Linked DNA regions of Rattus norvegicus: region 1 is linked to region 2. A link is a contact called in public Hi-C data. All regions are on one chromosome and are shown on one strand. The core of a region is the stretch at or near the end of the contact, and the rest is flanking DNA. Distances in the headings are between cores, read along the strand shown.

Evidence for each region. Hi-C and Micro-C count contacts between places; a contact is called where the count stands out from the background.
Region 1: a Hi-C map of liver shows a contact between it and region 2, with 9 times the contacts expected there. The contact joins the promoter of Pnpla4 here to the enhancer-like site in region 2. A contact is called at or near these places in 2 of 12 Hi-C or Micro-C datasets (frontal cortex and liver) and 1 of 1 datasets of contacts at active chromatin or transcription factors (oligodendrocytes).

The regions. Positions count from the first base shown.
Region 1 is chrX:46,202,762-46,207,303 of GRCr8, reverse strand. It overlaps Pnpla4 (patatin like phospholipase domain containing 4), which reads left to right and starts at 2,275. Exons shown (of 8, transcript NM_001401181.1): 1 at 2,275-2,322; 2 at 2,505-2,663; 3 at 2,911-3,098; 4 at 3,735-3,829; 5 at 4,073-4,205. The coding sequence starts at 2,919.
Region 2 is chrX:45,756,177-45,760,690 of GRCr8, reverse strand. No RefSeq gene overlaps it. Among named protein-coding and RNA genes, the nearest start is that of Prkx, 13 kb to the right of the region's middle. Within about 2 kb of position 1,975, at least 91 of the 93 cell types and tissues checked have an H3K27ac peak or open chromatin away from gene starts, as enhancers often do. A contact at or near this core is called in liver, where this site is marked.

The DNA of each region.
Region 1 (4,542 bases), core at 1,026-3,525, 450 kb before region 2:
AAAAAATACTGTCTGTATCACTAAGAAAATTCTGCTCCTGGGTAATATTTCACATAGTAAGCCAAGCTGCTTTTAATTTAGGTCCACTCACAGGTTCTTATGCTGAACTAATCCCCTCAGTAAACTTTATACCACAAGACATCCAGATTTCAATTCATTATCAGAGGAAATACTGGACAAAGTCATGTCTCTCAGCTAAGAAGACAGCTGAATTGGGTTGAAGTTTGTGTAATATTCAAGATAAACTAAGACACAACTCTACTGAAAATGACACCACCGTACATGTAAAAAAGATAGAATCCTTTTTGTAAGCTGGAATGAAAAACAGATGCATCAGAAGTAAAAATATTATTGACACTAGGTCATGAACAGTGCCATACCCACACAATATACAACAGCAATATTCTTTGGAAACTGCTGAAATTCTCTCAGCAATGGTATTGTCATCAGATTCTAGGTTGACCCACTCTGCGATCAATGTTCTGTAGTGATACTGACAAAATATATCATGAATTATTGGGGCCAGAAGATAAATGAAATTGGACAGATGCCAGAGTACAGAAAAAACACCTGCTTCTTCAGCCAGGATGAGTCAAAGCAATAGTTTGTGAATCTGCTGAGAGCATGTACCCAGTGTAAAATTCAACTTCTTGATGATACCTCTGAGAAATTAAGTTTTGCAGAATACATTTAAGTTTCACTATATATGTATATATATATATATATATATACATACATACACACATATATATTCTATTATTTACACGTATGGTGGTGTCATTTTCATATAAACTATATGCATATAGTTTCTTTTACTGTTATAATAATCCATCCACCACCAAGACTCTGAGTACCTTGACCACAGAGTGCAGACTTTGCCATCAAGTACTCTGAATTCTAGTAGCAATTCTAAACCAGCTCTTGAGCTTCGTATCATGGTTGATTGGGAGCATCACAACAACATATTTTGACATGGAAGGCTGTAGAGCATATTTATATTTGCATAATAAAATACACAAAGATACCCTGCCTTCCCACCTTCCCGCCTTGTTATTAGCCCTGAAAATTTTCACTGCTGTTGGCTAGGCAACCATTATTATCTCATGGTCTCTAACAGTCCATGACAATTCCCTTTGCCCCACCTTACCAAAAACACATCACTCCTCAATATATGCTTATTTAATCTCTCAAAAATACACTTATATGTCTGTGAGTTGTCAATTTTTTACTTCTTCTGAAATAGAGGTACCTAGTCTAGCTACAGTAAAACACACATACAGGATACTAAAAGGTAGAGAGACAATATCTAATTTAATAAAATCACAAATGTAAATGGGGACAACAGATTTTTAGGAAATACAAAGAATCTTTAGGTTTTACTTCATAAATCTATACTCCACAAAGTCAGAAAATCTAAATGAATGAACAATTTTATTAATAGATTCTACTTACTAAAGTTAAATTAAGACCCTGTTGTGGGTCTGCTTCTGTTCCACTGAGAGGCATGGCTTCTTGGAGGGGTTGGAACACAGGGCATCTGACTGTGTTTATCCCACACTAAGAAGAAAGTTTAGAGGACTAAGAACCTTCATTATAAAAAAAGTTAACGAACTCTCATACTAGCAATTTAAAAGTACACCGGAAAGCGGGTGTGGGGGGTGGGGTGGGGTTAACAAATCCAAGAGGATAAGGTGGGCCCAAGGGAGGAAGTGGGAGTCTCATTCAGAAGGAGAAACAAAGGTCATTAGATGTTTATTAAGAAAGGGAACTGGGTAAGAAGCCAAACTTGAAACAGAGCTCTTTTTACAGCTGCGGTGGTCCACAGCCTGCCTAAAAGAGAACGGGAGGGGCGCAAGAATATGACTTCTGAAAGCCCCGCGGACTAAACTTGAAACAGTGTTAGTTTCCGAAACCTGTCGGCGCAGTGCCTGCCGGGAGGGAAGTAGATGGGTCACCGGATGATGATGTCTTAAATCTACGTTGCGCAACACTTAGTTTGAAATGTTTGAAACAGCGCTCATTTCAGGACCGAGGCACCTGCACGCTGACCTCCGGGAAAGGAAGGAGAGGGCCGCCGGATTATGACCTCATAAGCCGCGCGCTTTGACAGAACACCGGAACTGTGATCTATCTGTGAAGCCGAGGTGTGTTGTCTGCCCGGAAGGGGCCAGGAGGGGCGCGCGGCGATGACGTCATAAAGCCGCGCGGCTTTATAATCGTACACTTAAAACGGTGCTCATTTTCGTCCGCACGTCAGCGCTGCTCCTAAAGCCCTGAAACACGAAGGCGCAGAACGATGACATCAGAAGATGTTACTTGCAGGTAACAAGTACTGCGTCCAACCATTGCGGGGCGGTGACGTTTCAGAACGGTGTCTTCAGTGGGGGAGAGGAGCAGGGTGGGAGGCAGAGATGCCGACGCGGAGCGATGATGTCATAAGGACTAAACCGACCGTGCGGGCGGTGCTTGTTCAGAATCCCAGAATCTACCCTGGGCTTCCCTAGTGAAGGAGTCGCTCTGCGCTACCACATTGGGTGAAGTCGCAACCACAGGCACCGCCTAGGCTGGACCCCGCCGCATCGCGATTGGCTCAGCCGCCCAGAGTGACATCTGCCTGTGACGCCGTCTTCTAGGGATTGGCTGGAAGTGCTGTCCCCACAAAAGTACTGTGGCCAGGCTGCAGCAGGGCGGGGGCGGGAGCGGGGCGGGGGGCGGGGCCTGGAATGGAGGACTGGACGTCCCTAGGCCGAGGGGCGGGACTAACGGATGGACCTGTGGGGGAGACAGCTATCAATCACAACTCCCAGTCATTCAGTCACTAGCTATCAGTCACAGAACATGGATGTACCAAGTGTGAACACATATGAACGTATGTACTAAATACACTACACGTATGTATTTCTATCCTAGCCACTACCATGAAGCAAGTCCACCTCTCTTTCTCATCCTGCGGATTTCTGGGTATTTACCACCTGGGGGCAGCGACTGTACTGAGCAAACGCGGGCGGGGCTTGCTATGCAATGTCACAGGCTTTGCAGGGGCCTCAGCAGGGGCACTGGTGGCCACACTGCTGCTGACAGCACCAGAGAGGATAGAGGTGAGGGGGGTGGGGTTGTTGTGTTGTGGGACGTGCACACAGTGTTACTTGTGCATGTGTGATGTGTGTGGGACACACATGTGATACATGAAATATGTAGCATGGTGTACATACAACATACGTGTAACATATGCAGTACAGTATGTGCAGTTTGATGCATACTCTGAATATGTTACATTTCATGTGATGCATAATGTCAAGTATGATAACATGCAGGTACATCATGTCTCTGTACTCTCATCTGATTATGATGTCTGACATTACATCATTACATGTTGTGCTGCACTGCTAAGTGCACCTCATATGAAATGATCAGTTTTGTCTGCAGAACATGAGATAGCATGTAATAACATGTACGTTATGACATGTGGTACATTGCACTGTATACATACATGTAGTGAAATGTATATAATCACACATAGTAGGTTATGATACATGTTTACATTTACTGAGATAGCATATAGTAATGTATGTTATGACATGTGGTTAATATGTACTTAAACGTGTAGTGCATGTAATAGAGGGTATCATATATGACACCCAACACAGATACCTTATAGAACAAGCACATAGTACATACCTTCGTATGACATCTGTAACATACATGGTACATGGCGGTGTGACTCTCCCCCACAGGCATGTACCAGGTTCACATTTGCCTTTGCGGAGGAGGTCAGAATGCAGGCACTGGGGCCCTTGACACCTGGATATGATTTCATGGCCCGGCTGAGGTGGGTGTGACCTCACGCATGTCCTGGCTAGAGCTGAGGTGGGTGTGACCTCACGCATGTCCTGGCTAGAGCTCAACATAGGAGTGCGAGGTGTTTGACCCTGTGTCCTCCCATGGTTATGTCCTCAAGTGCCCATGGGCTCATGTGTCCTCGTGTGTCCGTGTGCTTGTGAATCCATTTTCTCACATGGATGTGTCATGTGTCCATATGTTCGTGTGTCCTCACATGTCCTCATGCGTACAGGGGTGGCATTGACGAGATTCTTCCCCAGCACGCCCATGAGCTGGCACGGGAACGGCTTCATGTGTCAGTAACCAGCGCAGTTGGACAGAACTACCTGGTGTCCAACTTCACATGCAGGGACAACCTCATCACGGTAAGGGCACGTTCACATAGCTCAGGGCATCACAGGTGGGGTCAGCTGGCTTGGTGGCTCAGGGGTATGTTCACGTGTTAGGTGTGTGGTCACACTACTTGGCATTTTCATGGTCCGTACACAGCTCAATCATGTTCACAGGACTCTGCACACAGATCATCTCCCCCTACTTTCCAAGGCCTCCTTTGTCATCAGGCATGACAGTGGTTATCTGTCACTTTCGTGTGTAATGTGAAACCACAAGATGACACATGGGTCATCCGTGTGTACACATAACACATGCATGATATGTGGTTGACATGTAAATAACCTGTTCATAACATGGGAATGGTATGTG
Region 2 (4,514 bases), core at 726-3,225:
TTGCAAACTGCTATTTTTAATTCTATGAAGAATTGAGTTGGAATTTTGATGGGGATTGCATTGAATCTGTAGATTGCTTTTGGCAAAATGGCCATTTTTACTATATTAATCCTGTCAATCCATGAGCATGGGAGGTCTTTCCATCTTCTGAGATCTTCAGTTTCTTTCTTCAGAGACTTGAAGTTCTTGTCATACAGATCTTTACTTGCTTGGTTAGAGTCACACCAAGGTATTTTATGTTATTTGGGACTATTGTGAAGGGTGTCATTTGCCTAATTTCTTTCTCAGCCTGTTTATCTTTGAGTAGAGGAAGGCTACTGATTTGTTTGAGTTAATTTTATACCCAGCCAGTTTCCTGAATTTGTTTATTATGCTTAGTATCTCGTTAATTTTTTAATTATACATATTTTTTACAACTAACATCCATCACCGTTTCAGTTTGGAAGGAAAAAAACTTGCATGTAATCAATATTTTAATTGAATGAGAACATATGCAAATGACACAGGCATTTCTATCTGGATTTAGAAGAAAATCCCGAGATAATGTTGCAGTTTTCCCACCTCAGCTGTGAAAACTTACTATCCGTGATTGACTCTGCAGACAGCTGGCAGGCAGAAACCTCTCAGGGGTATTATTAGCCTTCATACCAGATCATAAGGATGGATTTGCCAAAAATCCTAGTTTCCGGAAGGGCGCTGTTATACCAAGGCAATCGAGCATCGCCACCTTGCGACCATGCCTTGCAATGCAGCTAGCTAGGCACAAATTATTATTTATTGAGTGAGGCAGGCAGGCGGAGGGAGGGGGTTTTTGTTGGTTTTTTTGAGACAGGATATCTTTGTCTAACAGTCTTGACTGTCCTAGAACTCCCTCTGTAGACTAGGCTAGCCTCGAACTCACAAAGATACACCTGCTGCTTCTTTTCTTTTTTTTCTTTTTTTGAACATTTTTTATTTACATTTCAAATGTTATCCCTTTTCCCGGTTTCCCCTCCAGTAACCCACTATCTCCCCCTGCTTCTATGAGAGTACTCCCCCACCCACCCACCTCTCGACCCTGACATTCCCCTACACTGGGGCATTGAGTCTCGACAGCCACTTTTTCCCCAGTGCTGGGATCAAAGGCGAGCTCCACCACTGCCGGTACTGTGTTGTTTTTGATTAAGCAAAAAAAAAAAAAAATCTTTAAATGTCTAGATTGGAGGTCCAAATTAAATGTCTAGACTAAAGTCTCTAAAGATTTTCTAATATAAATTTTATCAGTCAAAACTTGGCCACTTTTTTGTGATGCTAAGTATGGGTAGAACTCAGGGCTTTGTGCATTCAGTCCCACTGTCTGGCGGCACTGTTGTGCTATATATTCCTAATGGGGAGCATCCAAAAATCAAAACAAACCAAAAAAGTCAAACCTAAACTCTTTAATGAATGTATTTTTTCAGAACTAAGATTTAATCAGGAAAGTTGCATTGTGCGTATGCCCCTGGTTATTCAGATGATCATAGTAGGAATATAATTAAGAGTTGTTGTCCACACATTTGAAGTTAGATGGATATGAAAGTGTTTCAGATTTCCTGCTTTGATTTTTTTGAAGATATCTTTTCAAAGGAATACTGAAGTGAAAGAATATTGAAAATCTGTGAGGTTTCATCATCACGTGACTGAGGGATCCTGTGTCCCGTGTCTTTTAAAAATTATTTTTAATATTTATTAATGTGACATGAAATTAAATAAAATCAATGTTTTTCCCTCTGGTAAAAAACGCAGAAGGTAAAAATGATATATTTTATTCGTGGTAAAAATCCTAATCTCATTTAATCGATACACATTGCGTCCCTGTATAGGTTATTAAGTTGTAGCCATTAATGAAAAAATATTATTAAATGTCAACTAAATAGTCGTAAAGCAACACGTAGTGAGAGCTCAGATCTCGTAATTTCCTGCTAAAAGAATACAATTCCCAGAAGACCCTGCAGCCAGTCCAATCACTTCCGGAAGGAGGGACTTATGGGGCGGCAACAGGGCCCTTCTGTGAGAAAGGGGAGAGATATGGCCTCAAAGGAAACCATACTCATCCAAGTAGGTCGTGCTTTGTCAGACATGTGTGGCGATAGCCAATATATCTGAAGAGAAAGCCCGGATGAGGCCCTAACAGGGCGAACCTACTGCCGCCCTGTTGTCCCACCTTACATGCCGATCTTGGCGCAAGGGATGCTGGGAAGTGTAGTGATTTGGCTGGAAACTACCACCAATTAGGTAACACAGCGTCATCACCCCCACGGGTTCTGTGCCCAAGCCTGCCGAGCCAGGCCTCATCCCACCTCCCGTTCCTGCTCTGTTCTGGCCCGTTTGTAAAGTACTAAGTTTCACTCTTTTCACTTACAGGAGCTTAGGGTGTGCATGTCAGTCTCCCTCTTCTGGCCGCTAGTGGTACTGTAAGGAGGGGCCACAAATTATATGCAAATTTTATGCCACACTAAGATGCACAAATAAGGCTAGAGATTCCCCATAGTCAGTATTTGAGGCTTTGGGGACCAATGGGGGATGTTGGATTTAATGCAAAACCTACACACTTAGAAACAAGCCCGGGCAAGGCAGCACTGTCTGGTCCGCAAGGAGACCTGAAAAGTTAGCAGAAGTATATGTGTGTGTCAATTCTAAATGAAACCAAGGAAAAATGCCTAAGGTGCTTATTAGCATACCAAAGCACATGATGACCTCTAGACTCACTCAGGACCTGTGATTCCCCTCTACTATTCTCATCCAGCCCCATACCTTAAACCAAGCCAGCCCAGGGGCTTTGCTTCCCTTCCCCCAGCATCTCTTACCTATATAGTACAGCCATTTATGCCATGTGTCTTCTTGATCCTCTCAGTCTCCTTTGCTCCCTCTCTCTTCTCTTCTTCTCTCACTCTCCTCACCCCCTCCACCCCTGTCCTCTCATGGCCGGGTTCAGCTACTGTCTGTTGGGGTAGAAATCTCGGCCTGCACCAGGACAAAGTACACCAGGCCAACATGGTTCCGCATGGAAAGGTTTAATGAGAGAAGAAGAGTAGAAAAGAGGAGAAGTGAAGGAAGCCGGCCATGGGCACGTGGGTAGAAGGGGGTGTGGGGAGAGAAGAGACAGGAACAAAGGGGAAGAGAGCAGAGAAGAGAAGAACAAAGAGAATGAGGAGGGGGCAAGCAGCTCCTTATATATGTCAGGCACAGCTGGCTATTGCCAGGCAACTGTGTGTTGGAGCATACCTGGCTGGTCCCAGGTAGCTGTGGGGGTGGAGCTTAGACAGAATACCAACACTGTCCATGTTTAGTCCACTACTTTCTCTCCCTGCTCTGGACTATTCCAGAAGCCTCTGACTGTTCTCCTCAGCTATACCTGGAAGCAGTCATGCTATCATTTCATTCAATGTGCAGTATCTTCCTACGGCATCTCCATGTGGCTGACCCCAGAGGCCTTTATGCTTTCTTCCTGAAAAAATTCTAATTTCTTTGGTAGGTTTGGTGCAAAGTTCAGACAGTTGAAGGCATAGCTGGACGGCCAGCACAGGTCATTGAAATATACCCAAAGCTACTAGGAGGGTCAGTCAGTGTGAAAGGAGAAAGGAAGTAAACATATAAACATAAATAAAAAGCTAAAAGAACTAAAATTTTAAATTAAATTAAAGGCAATCATCTGGGCAGTAGTGGTACATACCTTTAAAACCAGCAGATTAGGGCTGGAGAGATGGCTCAGTGCTTAAGAACACTGATCTTCCAGAGGAATTGAGTTCAATTCCCAGCAACCACGTGGGGAGTCAACCCTCTGTAATGGGATCTCATGCCCTCTTATGGTGTGTCTGAAGACAGCTACAATGTACTCATATAAAATAAATAAATAAATAAATACTTTTTTTAAAATAGCAGGTTATACTTGGGAGGCAGAGGCAGGTGAATATCTGAGTTCAAGGCCAGCCTGGTCTACAGAGGGAGTTCCAGGACAGCCAGAGCTACACAGGAAAACTCTTTCTTGAAAAACCAATAAATTAAATTTAAAAGACAACAACAGTGAGTTGAGTGCTTTCTGAGCCAGTGAGCCCAGGTCCTCTTATCCTTTGAGCCACATCTCCAGTCACAAATTATCCTTTAGTTTCTTCTTTCCAGCAACACAAAACAAGCCGGGGTTGGGGGGGGGGTTGTAAAAGGTGTCATGAGATAAGAGCAGCCTAAGGCTTCTTTATTGCTTTCCTCTACACTCCCAGAGAAGAAAGGGCGGCAGGAAAGCCTGTAGTCAGATAAAATACACAATGTCAGATTGAAATCTGAATTCTGATTGTATTTATTTAGACTCTCTGAGAACCCATTGCCCTACAGTATGTATGGGGGCTAGAAAGGGAATGAATCTCAATGGTAGTAGCCCACAAAATGACAGAAGCAAAACCAGTTTTGCCGTGCCCTGAGGATGGTGAGAAAATCCTCTACTCCTCTAATGTCCTCTCCCTCTCCCCTTCCTTCTACCCTCTTCTTTCTGCTATTTTTTG